2 separate regions of the Anser cygnoides genome follow, and region 1 is linked to region 2. Evidence: chromatin contacts called from public Hi-C data. All regions are on one chromosome and are shown on one strand. The core of a region is the stretch at or near the end of the contact, and the rest is flanking DNA. Distances in the headings are between cores, read along the strand shown. Region 1 holds the start of AREG (amphiregulin). Region 2 holds the start of LOC106041911 (albumin).

Region 1 (2,839 bases), core at 83-2,582, 270 kb after region 2:
ACAGGAAAGGTTTCAACTTAGGCAGCTCTATTTGGCCATTCTCAGAAAACAAACCCCACTTGTAGGCAGAACAGACCCCATCCCCAAAAGCCAGCATCTCTGCCTTTGGAGAAGCTGTGCTCACACTTGGCCTGTGCCCTGGACCTTATAGGGGTTATGGATGGGTAGCTCGGGTCTGAGGTGGAGGGGAGGGAACTGTGTTGAGCCCCAGGCTGCCCCCAAACGCAGACTGAGCGACTGATTCGGCAGCTTCTTTTTCGGAGCTGTCAGGCATCACTTCCCAAGATTAACCCACTGCAGGGCACTTGGCGCGGAGCTGGCGTGAGCCTGAGAGCCGAACACAGCCCTGGGAGCTGCATGTCCTCCTTTGGCCTGCAGAGAAGAGGGGAGAAGGTTTAATAACCGAGCAACTTGGATCCCAGCCAGGTTAAACAAAGGCTCTGTCACCTCCCTGAGCTGCAAATGGGATTCCAGAGCATCCCAATTAGAAGAGCAGAGCTTTGTCTGGCTCTCACAGCCATCCCACCCTCTTCTGCTTCCTCCTTACAGCTGAGTACTGGGGGTGCTCTTGCGACACCCCGTGATGAGGAACCTGATGCAGAGAGCTCCCATCACGCAGCTGCTCGGGACCATACGTACCCCTCCAATGCTCCACGCTGAGCCTTCGTGGGGCCATGCTGCGGTGCTGACTGGCACCAAGAGGTACCCATCTGCTGTCCTCGCACCCCTGTAGGGCTTTTCTGCATTCCCACCCTACACCAGCACGCTACAACCTGTACCCCTGGGGTTTGTCCCCTAAAAGCAAGTCTTTGTGGGACTCAGGAGAGTAAGGCGCCCTTCGCCAAGGGTGAGCGCCCACCCTGGCTGGCTGCCCCCCTCCTTGCCTCTACTTCGTCAGTCATTACTCACGTCCTGCTCCCCGAGCAAACACCCACGGCCCCACACGCAGGGCGATCACCGCCTTTATTGCCCCAAAAACACTCCTGCCCTGTATGCCAACCCGCTTCCTCCGAGGAGCGGGGGGCAGAGCAAAGAGCGGAGGCGTGCCCCGCCATAAACCCGGCTGGCTGTGTGTGTACGGGGCTCGCCATGGCAACCCCGCTCCGCCTCACGGCGCCGGGGGGGACGCGGAGCCTGGGCAGCCGCCGACCCCCGGGGGCTCCCCTCAGGGCGACCGTTGGGCGGGGGGGGGAGGGGGGAAGCGCGACCGTTAGGGGGGAGCGACCGTTAACGGCGGGCGCGAGCCCCCCGCGCGCGGCCGGCAAGGTGCGCGTGCGCCGCCCCCCCCCCACTCCCTCCCTCCCCTCACCTGCAGCCCCGCCCGGTGACGTCAGCAGCGGCCGCCTATAAAACGAGCGGCGCCGACGGGCGGCTCCTCATGGAGCGCTGCGCGTCGCCGCCTGTCGCGACACCCCTCCGTTGCTGTCGCCTCCTGTGACACTACCGCCGCTACCGGGATTACCAATGCGCGCCGTGGCGTTGCTCGTCGCGCTGGCCGTGCTCGCAGGTGCGGCGGAGGGTGGTGAGGGTGCCTCGCGAGCGGCGGTTGGGGCCGTTATGGGGCTGTTGGGGGTGGGGTGGGGTGAAGAGGTGCGTGCTCCCCTCACGGCGCCGTCTCTCCTCACAGCCCGCCTCGCCGCCGCCTCGTCGCCCAACGGCACCCAGCCCGGCCCGCGGGAGGCTGAGGCCCGCCAGGGGGAGGCTGTGTCCGGCCCCGACTACGAGGAGGAGGAGGACGATGAGGAGGCGCTGCCTGTCCACCAGTACATCGTGGATGACTTGATCCGAGGTGAGGCGGCGGTCCCCGGGGGTATGCCTCGCCTTCTTGGTGTTTCCCCTTCTTGTCTTGTCGTGTATGGAGTGCTCCTCTTGGGAGCAGTTGAGTTAGAAATAGGATGTCAGGTTTGGGAGCTTAGTGGGAGTGAAGTTAGGGGGTGTGAGAGCTGCAGGTTAGCCCAGCACCTGCTGTGCTGCCTTCCTCATCTTTCTCATGGGAAAGCTGTGATGGAGTGACTACCTTGCTGCTGTGGAAGCATCAGCAGGGCTGCTGGGTGCTGTCCCTCTCAAGAGAGGGGTTGAGATGAGGCTGGTTGTCCTGCTTGAAGGCTTTTCTGGGTGTCTTATGCTTATTTGACTTGGAGTTGACTAAAGCTTTGCAGGAGAAACCAATGCAAACCCCATAAGTGGCTGTGGAAATGCTTGTTAGGTGTCCTTTAGCCAACACTTAAACAGTCCTGGAAGCAATGAGGACATTTGAGCAGCCCACCTGACCAGGGACAGGAGGACCTTCTTGGTTCTCATTTAAGTACAATTGTGAGACAAGTTGTGAAGGCTGGGGCTAAAGGAATTCCTATGAGTGGTTAGCAGTTCAGTACAGGATAGTAATTGGTGCTGTTGCCTTCTAGGATGGAATCCAACTGCTGTTTTTCCTGAGGGAACACCCTGAGGCTTGAATGAGACTAAGGGGAGCATGTTCCAGATATTACTTATGGGAATGTGTGGACCCTTGTTCAAGCTTTCTGTGACTGCAAGACCTTCAGGGGGAACAGGAATGTCAGAGTTACTGAGCAGTTTAGCCAGTAAAACTACTGGCTCGGTGACTTCTGTGTTGTCTAACTGCACAGAAACCAGATTTGTTACCAAAGGTGGTTGGTTTGTAGACAAGCTCTGCTACTTGGCATGAGGTTTATCTGTGGAGGGAGCCTTCAAGCTGTTATGATTCAACTGTGGATGGTTTTCTTGGCTATGCAGCTTGCAGACGGGGACATAGATCAAACCAACAGCCTCTTCCTTGAAGGAAGAATGGAAACAGCCTCAATTACGAAAGTGTGAACCTAAA
Region 2 (2,965 bases), core at 155-2,654:
GAAATGTCAACGGTATAACCATTTATTTCTGGCTGCTCAAACTGTTCTGAGTGAATGATATAGAGGAGTTCAGCTCTCTTGTGTACTCTTCCCCAGCTCCCAATGCTTAAAAAAAAGTTGAAATCAGCTAGTGTACATTATACGATTTCCTGCTGTGGAACTGCATCACTTTGCACTCAGTAGGGATCAAGCCTTATGCTTGATATTTTTTGAAGCTTCTCACTGAATATTCTGGAAAAGTAGTTTAAGTTTTATACCATGCCCAAGCACTCCATGCAAATGTCACAATTCTTCCTGTGCCTGATCTCCTAAATTACTGACTAATTAACAGAAACCTTTCAAAGACAAGAGCGGTGCATAGCAAAGAGAATAGTCTTGGAAGGATGTCAGGGTAAATGAAAATTCATTGGAAAAATTATCAAGTGACAGCTCTTACAAATGTTTACAGATGTATTTGGCAATTTTGTGGATCCTGATGAGTAGCAGTACCCCCAGAAAACCAGAATAGGATCTACCAAATCAGGTGCTCAAACAGCCCTTTTGCTGTCTTAACAGCCCTCCTTTTGGATGTTACCCTAAGCCTATGTCCAGAAATCTGGGGTGAGGTGAAGACTTACACAGAGTAAAATTGCCATTTCCAACTTACTGACATAGATTTATTGTCCACATGAAATTGTTCCACCCTGGAGCTACATATATTGTGAGATTCATATTCCCTGGTTTCAAACTTTTACTCTCTGTTTCTTCAAGAATTCAGAAGACAATTAAAATCGGAGATGCTGTTTACTTGTATCTTTGCACTAATTGTTATATTTTATATATGGATTTTTTTATTCCAAATGAAAGGCTAGATTCACTTGTGTGCCTTGTGCCATTCCTAGGTGAGAAACACCAGTATTTCCTTCTTGAACGTTCAATTTGTTTCTGTCCCTGGAGGACTGAAAGCATGTAGCCTGTCCTAAGGAGATTGCCATCTCGTCTTTGTAAGGGGATTTAAAATTAAAACTCTGTAATTTTAAATGAGTATGTGAACTCAGTCCTATCTAGGTGAATTATTACTGTACAGTACCAACTTGCTGCACTTTTGAGCAAATAGTAGCAAAGAAGAAGCACGGCTATAGGATTAGACGATGACATTTTGATCTGATGCCTTGAACTCCTTGTTTGTAATTTGATAAGGAAATTTACGCAAAACTTTATCTGTTTGGATGCTGGAAGGTTCAACCTTTTCAGGACAAAAAGGTCCAGTGTAAAACATAACGAACAAATAATATCAAATTCATTTTTGGCAAGGACATTGCAAGTTTTGTAATCTTCTTCAGACCAAATGGAAATCTACAAATGCCAGCTCTATGGTTAATATTTTACTGAAACAGGTAGTGAAGAGGTATATAAGAAAATGTTTTCCCTTCAATCTTCCTAGCATTTCTGAATAATTTAGCCCACACCATAATCTGCAACCATGAAGTGGGTAACATTAATTTCATTTATTTTCCTCTTCAGTTCAGCGACGTCCAGGAATCTGCAAAGAGTTGCTCGAGATGCAGGTAAGAAAGGATTAATTAATTGCCCCTATAGTCTTTGTTATATTGACTTAATGACTGCAATGCAATTTCGTGAACAAATCTCTCAAGCCTGATCCAAGGCGGGGGGTGGGGGGGGGGGGGAGAGAAAAGAAAAGAAAAAAGTGATTGACTTGAAAAGAAAGTGAATTAAGAAATCTTGAGGAGATGGGTAGAATACTCCAGACAATTACTTAACTGAGCAAGTAGGTTTGGTGACATGTCTCTTTGTACCATGAGTGAATTACACGAATAGATGTTGATCGTTCAGAATCTGTTACTTTCCAGCATGGAGCAAGTGGATGTGCTAAGCTTTTTGAATGACAGTCTATAACTGAGCTCCTCACCAATGGTTTTCACACAACTAGGTCAAAAATCCAAAAATCTAAATCTCAGTCTGGGATGTAGGAAGGCATAGCTGAAGACTTAGTGTCGTTTTTCCCTTTATTATTAAGCTCCAGAACTTGGTCAAAGAAGTATTTCTGCAGGCAGTCCTAGACTTTTTTTTCCACTGATATTTTTGATTTTTGTTTGAAACATGAAAGTAGCCAAATTTAACAAGACTGACTTCTCAGTCAATCTGTGTGAAATTGCCAGTGAACAACAGCAATAAATTTGAATTACAATTTTCAGCATTGAAACCCTTCTTATCAAATCAGGTCTACTGATGATCCTTCATTTTTTGAAATATATTCCTTCAGTTCAGGTAAATGAATCCTTCCCTGTGTTTTTTAAATGCTTCTGGGATGGTATTTCTGGAACAAAATGACTGCCCTATCCTTGTTAATTCATTACTGTGGCCACCTGCCTCAGTATCTGTTTGGAAAATCTTGTGGGAGTCTTCTTATCACGAACAAGCTGTAACTACAACCTGGATTTATTACGATCAGGACCAAGTGAAGGGTCTCATCTGTTTTCCTGCTCATGATGAGCACAGATGGTATGCATTCAGTGAAAAAATCATACGTGTCTGCCCAGTTCATAATTTCGTCTTTGAAGAAAGAAAAATCTACTAATGCTTAGTCTAATCAAACTGCAGCTGCATTCCTTTATTTGTAGATTAGATATGATCATGTTGGTTATGTAAAGTGCATGTTCTAACCCTTAACAGGAAGTCACAGCAGTCATTTTGAAGATAGGAGTTATGAATATGATTACAGAGGTGAATATTATATTAAAATCAAAAAAATTACTTGAGTGCCTTCAGAAAGATAGGCATGCATAAGAGTTAAGTATTTGCAGACAGGTGGTCATCTAAGACAACAAAGAATTCTAGATGGCCTGAAGAAACCTTTAGATTGACATACCTGGAAAAGCTGTGCAGATTACACAGGATGGTGTACCCAAAGATGGCAAGCGCTCAGCATTAGCTTGGTCTGTTCCAAAATAATGATACGTGCAAG

Evidence for each region. Hi-C and Micro-C count contacts between places; a contact is called where the count stands out from the background.
Region 1: a Hi-C map of liver shows a contact between it and region 2, with 2.7 times the contacts expected there. The contact joins the promoter of AREG here to the promoter of LOC106041911 in region 2. A contact is called at or near these places in 2 of 7 Hi-C or Micro-C datasets (both in liver).

The regions. Positions count from the first base shown.
Region 1 is chr4:30,682,173-30,685,011 of Taihu_goose_T2T_genome, forward strand. AREG (amphiregulin) reads left to right here and starts at 1,333. Exons shown (of 8, transcript XR_007167269.2): 1 at 1,333-1,507; 2 at 1,628-1,789. It overlaps LOC136790796 (a long non-coding RNA gene), which reads right to left and starts at 1,299. Exons shown (of 2, transcript XR_010831396.1): 1 at 910-1,299; 2 at 1-372.
Region 2 is chr4:30,411,778-30,414,742 of Taihu_goose_T2T_genome, forward strand. It overlaps LOC106041911 (albumin), which reads left to right and starts at 1,405. Exons shown (of 15, transcript XM_013190599.3): 1 at 1,405-1,547. The coding sequence starts at 1,463.